Regions from separate parts of the Xenopus tropicalis genome. Here region 1 is linked to region 2. Evidence: chromatin contacts called from public Hi-C data. All regions are on one chromosome and are shown on one strand. Each heading gives the region's core, a stretch centred on a gene start, on an enhancer-like site or on the middle of the called end of the contact. The rest is flanking DNA. Distances are from core to core; before and after follow the strand shown.

What was found. Hi-C and Micro-C count contacts between places; a contact is called where the count stands out from the background.
Region 1: a contact with region 2 is called in a Hi-C map of liver, with 4 times the contacts expected there. The contact joins two enhancer-like sites. A contact is called at or near these places in 5 of 5 Hi-C or Micro-C datasets (brain, gastrula embryo, liver and 2 more).

The regions. Positions count from the first base shown.
Region 1 is chr9:16,047,968-16,053,509 of UCB_Xtro_10.0, reverse strand. No RefSeq gene overlaps it. Among named protein-coding and RNA genes, the nearest start is that of alkbh5, 15 kb to the left of the region's middle. Within about 2 kb of position 3,624, at least 7 of the 11 cell types and tissues checked have an H3K27ac peak or open chromatin away from gene starts, as enhancers often do. A contact at or near this core is called in liver, where this site is marked.
Region 2 is chr9:15,996,512-16,002,379 of UCB_Xtro_10.0, reverse strand. llgl1 (lethal(2) giant larvae protein homolog 1) reads left to right here. Exons shown (of 23, transcript XM_004918068.4): 14 at 133-425; 15 at 1,708-1,861; 16 at 1,951-2,104; 17 at 2,340-2,623; 18 at 3,963-4,227; 19 at 4,344-4,458; 20 at 4,666-4,754; 21 at 4,872-4,995; 22 at 5,394-5,470; 23 at 5,728-5,868. The coding sequence ends at 5,469. Among named protein-coding and RNA genes, the nearest start is that of flii, 27 kb to the right of the region's middle. Within about 2 kb of position 3,234, at least 1 of the 11 cell types and tissues checked has an H3K27ac peak or open chromatin away from gene starts, as enhancers often do. A contact at or near this core is called in liver, where this site is marked.

The DNA of each region.
Region 1 (5,542 bases), core at 2,375-4,874, 51 kb before region 2:
AGACAGGGGGAGCAGTACTAATACGAATATCAATTTACATTCTTCTTAGGGTGCAGAACAGTATACTTGCTGCGTTTATGCACCCCTAAAATGAGACAGCTGTAGAAATACACATAGGTGGGCCCCCATGGGGGCCCACCTATGTGTATTTCTACAGCTGTATCGTTTTAGTGGTTTAGGTGATAGTGGAGAAGGGTTAAAGGGAATATAAACCCTGCATTTTGCCTGATGAAAGAAAATAGAATACCATAAATCCATGCCCTGCCGGTGGGTGCTGCCCTATTGCTTGCTATCGAATGTGCCCATCTGTAGTAAGGTTCCGCAACAGCCATTGCTATTTGGCATCTCAGCTGCTCAGTCTATAGTCTTAGGTCCTACCAAGGATCCTTAACCCACGAGTAACTGTTAGAAAGACTGTGGATCCTTCCTTTATGCTATGAATACTGATTTGGCCCATGTCTGCTAAACAACATTATTCCTCTGGGGGGTTTCTCTTGTGTGTTCAGCACTTTGCTATGATTCTGATTACTTTTTTTTTTTGCTTTAAAGAATAAATCATGTAATATATTATTTTGAAACAACCCGGCTTCGGCGTGGTGCTTTAACAGCAGGCAGGGAGTTAATGTCTAGTTTGCTGCGGTCATTGCAATATCCGGTCACTAGGTGGCGCTCGATAGTTTAAACAATGGTAGTACAGTGAACCCAGGGGATCTAATATAAAGGCTAGGATTAGAGTTCTGTTTCCTTCCCCCTCACAAAACAGGACAGGTTGTTCTAAACAACCAGCCATTTTATGGTTAATGTATATCCCTGCCTTTAAAGGTAAACTTATATTTATGGAAACCGAATTATCAAAATATCCCTAAAAATAACCCCTTACACCTGTGCAAAGCCGGCTTGCTGTGAATGCTCCAACAGCTGCTTTAAGACGAATGCTGATACCCCCCACCACCACTCTTCGGACCTCTGGTTGGGCCGTCTGTAGCACTGGGGCTGCTGGGAATGCTATACCAGGTGACCAATTTGTCCCTTGTTAATGCCCAGCGAGCTGCTGATCTACACCAAGCACCCACACCAACACCCCAATAAAAGGATTCAAAGCAGTGTTGGTTCATTAAAGGGGAAGTTAACTTTTAGTATGTTACAGAATTACCAATTCTGAGCAACTTTTCAATTGGTCTTCATTATTAATAGTTTTTGAATTATATGCCTCCTTCTTCTGACTCTTTCAATATTCAAAATGGGGCTACAATGTTATTATTGTTTTTTATAACTTATTTTCCTGTACAGGTTCTCTTCTAATCATATAGCAGTCTCTCCTTCCAACCACACCCTGGTTGCTAAGGTAATTTGGACCCTACCAACCATATAGCTGCTGAAACTCCAAACCGGAGAGCTCCTGAACAAAAAGGGGAATAATTTAAAAAAAAAAAATAATTAAAAAAAAATGAAGACCAATTGCAAATTGTCTCTGAATATTATTCTACATCGTACTAACAGTTAACGCAAAGGTGAACAATCCCTTTAAAGCACGTGAAACATAATTTTAGGAGAATCGCTTCCAGCTGGAACTCACGGACCATTCCCCATGATGATAATGTCCATGTTTATTGTTACTGAACTCGGGGGGATTGTGGGATTTGTAGTCCCAACAATAACAACTTCGCTGGGAAGGTGTGTAACATTTTTTCTCCCCCTCTCCTTCCCTCGAACACTCAAAGTAGCAAACCGCCAACCCACCAGCCTTGTGTGCCATAAAGGAGTTAATCCACGGCCGGTGAGGCCCACGCCTGGTGAAATTCCCATGCACCCCAGAGGTCAGCTGACCTAATCAGAACCCCCTCTTGTGCTATTTATTGTGGCTGCACCCAATGGCTCACTTGTTGTCTGCACCAAGCTGGAGACTTGCCAGGGTTTAGAAACCTATATGCCCTGTGGGTTATGCCAGTGTGCCCTACAGGTTATGCAGGGTACATAGGGCTGGTTATGTGCCCTGCAAATGGGACAAATGCATTTGCTGCAATGCCACTTTTGCCCAGCAGATGGTGCTGTGTATACACTGTATTGGTGCACTAATCAGCATTGTGATTCATACAAACTGGGGGTTATTAAAATAATAGATAAATTATACAAAGTATAACAATAAATACAAGGTACAGTTGCTATAAGGGTTAGACAACATGCAGCCTCAAATATTCCCTTCTCTACTTTGCTTGTTGGTGGGGTGGTGAGACTCGTAGTTCAGCAACATCTGTTTGGTCTCTATATATGAAGTTATACAGTACAATGTGCATCTCTTTGGAAGCAGTCTTTATGGACTGGCGGTGTGAATATACTGACATTGGAGCACACAAAGGGCGCCGGCCCATACCCTAGAACTGGATATTAGGGGTCCGTTATTACTATGAGCCCCTAACAACCAATGACCCCATGCCACACTTGCTGGTGGAGGAGTTGGCCCCCGACAGACCTTTGGCACAGGAGTTGTGCTGGGATGAGCAGGGCCATGGATAGATTTATGGGCCTTAGGCATTGTAGGGACCCCATTCTAAAAGGAAGGGGGGAATGCAATTTTGGGAGATACCACAACTGTTGCTGAACTACAATTCCCAGCATTCTACGGCAGCCTGAAGGCCGGGGTTTGAGGCAAATTTCTACCCTAAATCAGGGTGGGACTGGGCCAGCGGGACACCAGGAAAAGACCTGGTGGGCCCCGCTGACCCAGACCCAATACCTGTAAGTACTGTCGATGCACCGCTGCTTTTCCTCATTGCGGCAAAGTAAGTCTAGGTCGGCATTGGGGGGGCATGAACCAGCAGCCAGGGGGGCCCCTGAGTGGGTGTGGGAGCCCCTGAGGCAGTAGCTGTCCTAACACCACCTCTGAGACTAATGTAAAAGGCATGAGGTCTAGTAACCCATAGCAACCTGTCAGATGTTTATTTTTAAACAGGTGACCAATACACGATTCGTGCAGTCCAGCCGCCCATGCAGAGACTTATGGCTAATAGAAATATATGCCCTGTAGGGCCTCAAGCTAGTCCTTACATGATCCTAGAGAGGGGTCCAGGTAGATTGAGGGCGTGTCTAGGCGTAACTGGGTGTGGTCTGGACAAAAAGGGGGTGTAGCTTACATTTTCCTGGGGGTTTTTTTATTTATTTTTTTTGCAAAAGTCACATGACCAAGTGGCTGAGCCTTTGTTGACTCCAGATACAACAGTGGAATAAATAGATTTTTAACTTTTATTGCCGCTAAAAATGCAAACACGGCAGTCGTGAAGCCGCAGCGGGCAGCGTGGAAATGAAACGCAACCACAAAGAGTCCTCGGAGCTCGTTAAGTCTCTGCCTCTCCTACAATCAGATGCAGATGTTGACCTCAGCCTGCAGGAAGCAGGGGGGCTCCATTCCACAAGCCAAATGGGTCTCACATTCAGCATTAGAATATTCGGCCAATCAGAAATGATCTCATTGGCAGACATGGGCGCTCCTCTGGCGCGTTGCACCAGCGGCGGAACGTTCCAAAATGCAGCAAGGCCATTGGCCGGTGACGTTGGCATGGATACACTAAAACGGAGACCTTTTTTCGATCCCCGGTTGCCTAGACGACGCCTGGAATGTTACAGTCCCTTGCATCCACAGGGGGTGCGGGGAGTTCAGATTGTATCTGTAGCTCTTTCTACAACAGAACAAGACTATCCCAAGAGCAGGGGAAGCAACCGAAATCCATATTATTGCTATTGGGTCATTTCTGACTTTCTCCAACATTTAGTGCCGCCGTTCTACACATTCCACTGGTTTTAAAGTTATTTGTAAATGTAATTGCTATTGAAATCAGGTTCCGACTCCTGAAACAATGCAGCAGAAATCAAGTTCTCCCCCGGGCCTGTTTATCATTTGGCTTCTGCTACATTGTTTCAGGAGTCGGAGCCAGCAGTGCAGGGAATGGAAACAGACACTGTACATTTTTCAGTTCTGTGACCATTATAAAGCAGCAGAATGACTTCCTAATTATCGTAGGCGGTGCCTGGGGTGGGTATTGGCACATTAGCACTTCCTGCGCACGCGGCTATCCCAGACATTGTTCTTTATCATTGTCATGTCACGCGCCTGCTGCTTCGACACCCAGACCGTCGTGCTACTGATTCACACGCCGCGTGCAAGGAAATCACAAGACTGTTGTTCTTCTCACTGTTTCCTACAAGTAAATAACAGATCTCTGATACGGAATGTTGGCTTTGTTTGGTGGGTTCTGCCTGGTGCTTATAGCTGGGCCGGTTGCCCTCGGCACAATGGCAAGTACAGAAAGTGGTATTGGCCAGGGTAGGACTGGGGGGTGCGAGGCCCACCGGGGCTTCTCCATGGGCCCCCACAAACCCCCGTGGGGCCCTTGCAGCCAACCTCCTTACCCACTACCAGCCCCTACCCCCTGCCATGATTGGAGGAGGGAGGGCAGTGGGAGATGGGTTCTGTCCCGGTGACCCAGGGGCCCAGTCCGACCCTGCTATTGGCACCCAATCAACCCCTTGCCACCCCTGCTGTGGGATCTTTTATTTACCATCTAGGCACCCAAGTGCTACCCCCCCCTAAAGCTGCTGCCCTCGAGTGCCTCTATAGCAGGTACAGCCCTGGGCACGGGCCCTCGAGTGCCTCTATAGCAGGTACAGCCCTGGGCACGGGCCCTCGAGTGCCTCTATAGCAGGTACAGCCCTGGGCACGGGCCCTCGAGTGCCTCTATAGCAGGTACAGCCCTGGGCACGGGCCCTCGAGTGCCTCTATAGCAGGTACAGCCCTGGGCACGGGCCCTCGAGTGCCTCTATAGCAGGTACAGCCCTGGGCACGGGCCCTCGAGTGCCTCTATAGCAGGTACAGCCCTGGGCACGGGCCCTCGAGTGCCTCTATAGCAGGTACAGCCCTGGGCACGGGCCCTCGAGTGCCTCTATAGCAGGTACAGCCCTGGGCACGGGCCCTCGAGTGCCTCTATAGCAGGTACAGCCCTGGGCACGGGCCCTCGAGTGCCTCTATAGCAGGTACAGCCCTGGGCACGGGCCCTCGAGTGCCTCTATAGCAGGTACAGCCCTGGGCACGGGGCCCTCGAGTGCCTCTATAGCAGGTACAGCCCTGGGCACGGGCCCTCGAGTGCCTATATAGCAGGTACAGCCCTGGGCACGGGCCCTCGAGTGCCTCTATAGGAGGTACAGCCCTGGGCACGGCCCTCGAGTGCCTCTATAGGAGGTACAGCCCTGGGCACGGGCCCTCGAGTGCCTCTATAGCAGGTACAGCCCTGGGCATGGGCCCTCGAGTGCCTCTATAGCAGGTACAGCCCTGGGCACGGGCCCTCGAGTGCCTCTATAGCAGGTACAGCCCTGGGCACGGGCCCTCGAGTGCCTCTATAGCAGGTTCAGCCCTGGGCACGGGCCCTCGAGTGCCTCTATAGCAGGTACAGCCCTGGGCACGGGCCCTCGAGTGCCTCTATAGCAGGTACAGCCCTGGGCACGGGCCCTCGAGTGCCTCTATAGCAGGTACAGCCCTGGGCACGGGCCCTCG
Region 2 (5,868 bases), core at 1,985-4,484:
ACTGCTCCCTGGTTGCTAGGTTATATGGACCCTAGCAACCAGATAGCCGTTAAACAAAGATTAGTGTGAGATGTTGAGCCTATTTCCTATGCCCCAGGGCCTTTTGTCAATATCGCTATTCCCTTCCTGCAGGTTCTGGTCATGGATCTGAACGACGAGAAGGTGGAGCACACCATCAACGTGGCCACAGTGGATCTGTTACAGGAAAGGGAGGGATTTACGTGGAAGGGCCACGATAGGCTGACCCCAAGGAATGGCTCCCTCTTCTTCCAGCCTGGTTTCCAGACCATCACGTTGGTGCAGTGCATGCCCCCGGCCGCTGTCACTGCCGTCGCGCTGCATTCAGAGTGGAACCTGGTGGCGTTTGGCACTAGCCACGGCTTTGGGCTCTTTGATTATCACCGGAGGAGCCCTGTGCTTGCCCGGTAAGAGAGGAAAAATAATTGCACATAAAGGTTAAAATAAGGAGGTTTAGGGTAAGAAGGTATCCATCTTCCCTTTTGGATTTTGCTGGAGAGAAAGTTATGTAATCATTAATTGAAGTGATACTGATAGGTTCAAGATTTGATAGGAACTTGTTGAAAAACCTGCCCAGGGCCAAACTAGCTGCCAGCATAGGGATTCCCCTGTACTAAGCACAATTCAGCAGGAACAGCCCCCTAAGTTTGCCCATAGCCTGTACAGAGAGATCCCATAAAACTATGGCAGCATAGGTATTCCCCTGTACTAAGCACAATTCAGCAGGAACAGCCCCCTAAGTTTGCTCATAGCCTGTACAGAGAGATCCCATAAAACTATGGCAGCATAGGGATTCCCCTGTACTAAGCACAATTCAGCAGGAACAGCCCCCTAAGTTTGCTCATAGCCTGTACAGAGAGATCCCATAAAACTATGGCAGCATAGGGATTCCCCTGTACTAAGCACAATTCAGCAGGAACAGCCCCCTAAGTTTGATCATAGCCTGTACAGAGAGATCCCATAAAACTATGGCAGCATAGGGATTCCCCTGTACTAAGCACAATTCAGCAGGAACAGCCCCCTAAGTTTGCTCATAGCCTGTACAGAGAGATACCATAAAACTATGGCAGCCATGTCTGAGAAATGATCCATTCATTAGTGCTTTGGAGCAGAATGAAACCCCCTGCAGAGCCAAGGCCCTATGAATTCTAAGTGAATGTATAAATGTTTCAGTGATTGGCAGCACTAAGTGTATAATTTATGAATGCCATATGCAAAGCCTTCAGTCTGCCCCAGGGGCTGCCAGCAGGGCTCCTTCTCCCTCTCGGGGTGCTGTGTGTTTATCCAAAGGCTTTTTCCAGTGTATAGAGATTTAATTGTGGTGCGGGATGAGCGGTGTGTGGGATGTATCTGGCACCGCAATCCTAATTCCACTTGATGGGAAGTCAGTGTGTGTACAAACCTGCCATGATCGTCTCCGGATCCGATCGATGGACATGAAACCCTGGAATCAATTGGTTACTCATTAATAATGCAGGGTGATGTCTCTGGGATTGTAGTTGGCAGTCTCTCTGTAGCCTGATACCCTCTGGGTTGTACAGGGGGGTGCTAATGTCGTTTGGCTTCCCCTGCCGGGAATATCACTGCTGCCGGGAGTAACTGCCATCCTTCCCTAGATATTGGGGGGGGGGGCACCATCACTCTGTGTGATTTGCCTGGAAGTGGGGCTGAAATGTCGTCTTTCTCTAGGTGCACTCTGCACCCCAATGACTCGCTCGCTATGGAGGGTCCCTTATCCAGGGTGAAGTCCCTGAAGAAGTCCCTACGGCAGTCGTTCCGCAGGATACGGAAGAGCAGGGTCTCTGGGAAGAAAAGGCCAAACACAGGCAGCCCCCCCAGCAGGGTAAGGAGCAGTTAATGAAAAATGTGCATATTGGTGAAATTTGGGCTAATCGGCTTATAAAACTGCTACTGTTTCTTTGTTGCTATTAGCTACAGGAGGCCAACGCTCAGCTGGCGGAACAAGCTGGGCCACATGACCTTGACATTGCCCCCGTGCAGAGAAGGATTGAGCCCCGCTCGGCCGATGATTCCCTGTCGGGTGTCGTGCGTTGCTTGTATTTTGCAGACACTTTCCTACGGGACGGTAAGGAATTAAGGCTCATCGTGCACCGTACAAATTCTCCCCCATAGTTGCCTGTCAGTGGATTTAGGCAATGGTTCATATATTGGGGATGGGGTCTGGAACATGAACCCTGGTACTAGTATCGATCCTCTTCTACTCCATCAAGTCACCCCACGAGCCAATCAGATTGTGGTGTGGAAGTGTTGGGTGCTCCTGTCTTTCACTGTCAGACTAAACACCCATTTTTGTTATTTAGCGATCCATCACGGCCCCACCATGTGGGCAGGCACCAATTCCGGCTCTGTATTTGCGTACGCTTTAGAGGTGCCTTCGAGGGAGAAGTTATCGGACCGCTCGGCAGAGGCTGTGTTGGGCAAGGAGATCCAGCTCATGCATCGGGCCCCGGTAGTGTCCATCGCAGTGCTGGACGGGCGGGGAAACCCCCTGCCTGAGCCCTTTGAGGTTTCCCAGGATTTGGCCAAAGCCCCGGACATGCAAGGGACCCACTCGGTGCTCATCTCTTCCGAGGAACAGTTTAAGGTCAGTTTTGGATGAAGCTGCATTTGCCCTGCTGGCACCACATGGGCTTCATGGTGCGCTGTGACCGGCAGAACTGCACTGCTCTAGTGGCCTGTGGGCTGATTGGCCAGATTGCTTAAGGGTGAAGACACACTGAGCAGCTACTTTTTCACGGCTACTACACTCTAGAAAATCCCCTGCCATAGACAATAGAATAGCTCTGTGTGCCTTAACCCTAAAGGAACAGTAACCCCCAAAAAATAAAAGTAATTAGAATATAATGTACCATTGGCCTGCACTGGTAAAACTGCTGTGTTTGCGTCAGATTACTACCTGCTGTCCAGAACCAGAATCACCTCAGATGGGAGTAGGGAGAGTTGCATCTACGTTTGGGGTGTCTAATTCGGACAGCTGGGGGTTTGTGTCTCCTTTAAAAAATAAAGTAACCCAAATTTGTACCTTGTACAACCCTCCTTTACTCCAACCAAACAAAGGAAACCTGACCTGAAAAGACCAAGCTGGATAACTGGGTTGGTGCAAATGGGGCAGACTGGCTGCTTGGAGCATTCTGCTTCATTATTGGCAGTGCTTTGCCTCACTGCAGCCTTGCCTTACATTCTGAGCAGCTGCTGCTTTGTTATAGGAAGGAAGTGGCGCGGGCTGTGATTCAGCGGAAATGAGCTTCCCACAGCAGTACACACACACACACACACACACACACACACACACACACACACACACACACACACACACACGGGTATAATATTGTACTGGCAACTTAGTTACTCTGGTACACAGGCGGGTATAGTATTATGGTATATATGGTTTATGTATGTGAGGGGATAGATAGGTCAGTGTGGGTCTGTATGGGAGTGGATAGATAGGTCAGTGTGGGTCTGTATGGGAGTGGATAGATAGGTCAGTGTGGGTCTGTATGGGAGTGGATAGATAGGTCAGTGTGGGTCTGTATGCGAGTGGATAGATAGGTCAGTGTGGGTCTGTATGTGAGTGGATAGATAGGTCAGTGTGGGTCTGTATGTGAGTGGATAGATAGGTCAGTGTGGGTCTGTATGTGAGTGGATAGATAGGTCAGTGTGGGTTTGTATGTGAGTGGATGGATAGGTCAGTGTGGGTCTGTATGTGAGTGGATGGATAGGTCAGTGTGGGTTTGTATGTGAGTGGATAGATAGGTCAGTGTGGGTTTGTATGTGCTAACTATGTAGTGACTTGGTTACTTGGGTGCTGGTGCACAGGTGGGTGTAATGTACCTGTAACTTGCAATGCACAACATTATGGCATCGGGAAAGTAACTAAGAGGAAAACCCTGGTTTATATTTTTTTTACCTTCTGCGCTCGCCAGGTATTCACGTTGCCCAAGGTCAGTGCCAAGACAAAGTTTAAGCTGACTGCCCACGAGGGCTGCCGCGTGAGGAAAGTCGCCCTCGCCACCTTCACCAGTGCCACTTCCGACGACTACTCCGAGAACTGTTTGGCGTGCTTGACCAATCTGGGGGACATCCACGTGTTCACTGTGCCGGGGCTGCGGCCTCAAGTGCGCTACGACTGCATACGGAAGGAGGACATCAGTGGCATCGCCTCCTGCGTATTCACCAAGTACGGGCAAGGTGAGGCCAAGGCAGAGGGGTAACCTGATTGGCAGATGTAGAACAGTCATGGCTGAAGGACATAAGTGGCATATCCCTGTAACCAGACCTAATGGCGGTTCTTTGCTGACCCCCAGGCTTTTACCTGATCTCCCCCTCGGAGTTTGAACGCTTTTCTCTGAGTGCCAAGAACATCACAGAACCCGTGTGTCTGGTGGAGTTTGATCGGCCCCACGATCCATTACACTTCAGGTAAGAGGGCTCCGCAGTTGCCCTTGGTGGCACAGGGGTTGCCATTGCTGCCCAGCACTACACTGGTCTGGTTAAACTACAGGCAAGTTTCCTTCCATGGGCCAGAAGCTTTCTAGTTGCTTCATTGGTCAGGGTTTGCTGGTATTCCGTGGGAGGGTCCGTGGCCAGGATTGGCTGTAGATGCTGATTATAACTTTTCTGTCGCAGCAATAAGATGACTCCATCTCCGAAGGGCAACCAGGCCAATGGGACGCACATACTGAGGGACTCTGAAGCGAGCCAGCAGGCAACAGAAGGTAGTGAGCTGTAACCAATCATATATAACTATACTGTGAGGCCAATGCAAAAGGGGGATATTTAAAGTCTGTTGGTCCTTAAAGATTCTCATGAAACGCCTCACTTCTCTCATGCAGGGAACGGGTGTGAGCGTATGGCAGAATTCTCGCCCTCTCCTCTCGACTCGCCGATGAACAGCATGGATACCACTCTGGACACCACGGGAGACATAACGGTGGAGGACGTGAGGGATATACTGGGGTGAGCCTTGTGGGGGCCGCTCCGAAATGATGGCTGCCATAGTAGTATGAGCATTGCAGTTCCACGGGGTGGGCAGGATCCATTGCAGGGTGTGTTGTCTGTGTCTCAGGCTTACAGAGAAGGAAGAGTTTGTTTTAAGGCGGTGCTTATCAGTGCAATTGCAAAAGGAAGAGAAGGCAGATGAAGAACCAGTTGGGATTAAAGTACTTTTCAATTGTACTGTTCGGTTGAATATACAGTATAGTCGACACAGGCCCCATTCATTGATCTCTAGTCCCCCATTTTAAGCACCTTGCATGGCCTGTAGGGGGTGTGGGGTGGAGCTTGTACATCTTGAGGGCATTAAGCTGAGGGCGGGATTTTAATTATAATGTCCTCATAACGGCTTCTTTCTATAGATCAACAGAGGAAGCTGAAAAGAACATGAAGAATTCCGCAGACGACCCCCTGCCCTCTGAGATACTGATTAAATAAGGTAAATGGGTGGGGCTTTGCTTAAGCAGATACAAAATGGCTGAACGCAGACCAGATTGCAAAGGGACTTTATCTGTACCAGATGGCAAACAAACTACAATAATATTCAGGGCTTCTGCTGCATAAGATCAGTGTACAGGACTTCATTTTGGGGTTTCACTGGTCTTTATAAATATTTTATTTATTTTCTTTTAACCCCAACATACACTGCAAAAATGAGTCTGGATGTAAGTGTGCGCCACTTTCTCCCGTTTGCAGGGACTATAGCCTTTCAGAAGCCCCTCCTGTTCCTACTACTGGTTCTTGATGCTGATTTTGGACCATTTCTGGAAGAAGTGATGTTCTTGGTTGAATCCACCTGTAGAGGGAAATGGATTGTTCCAAGGAGGCCGCAACCGC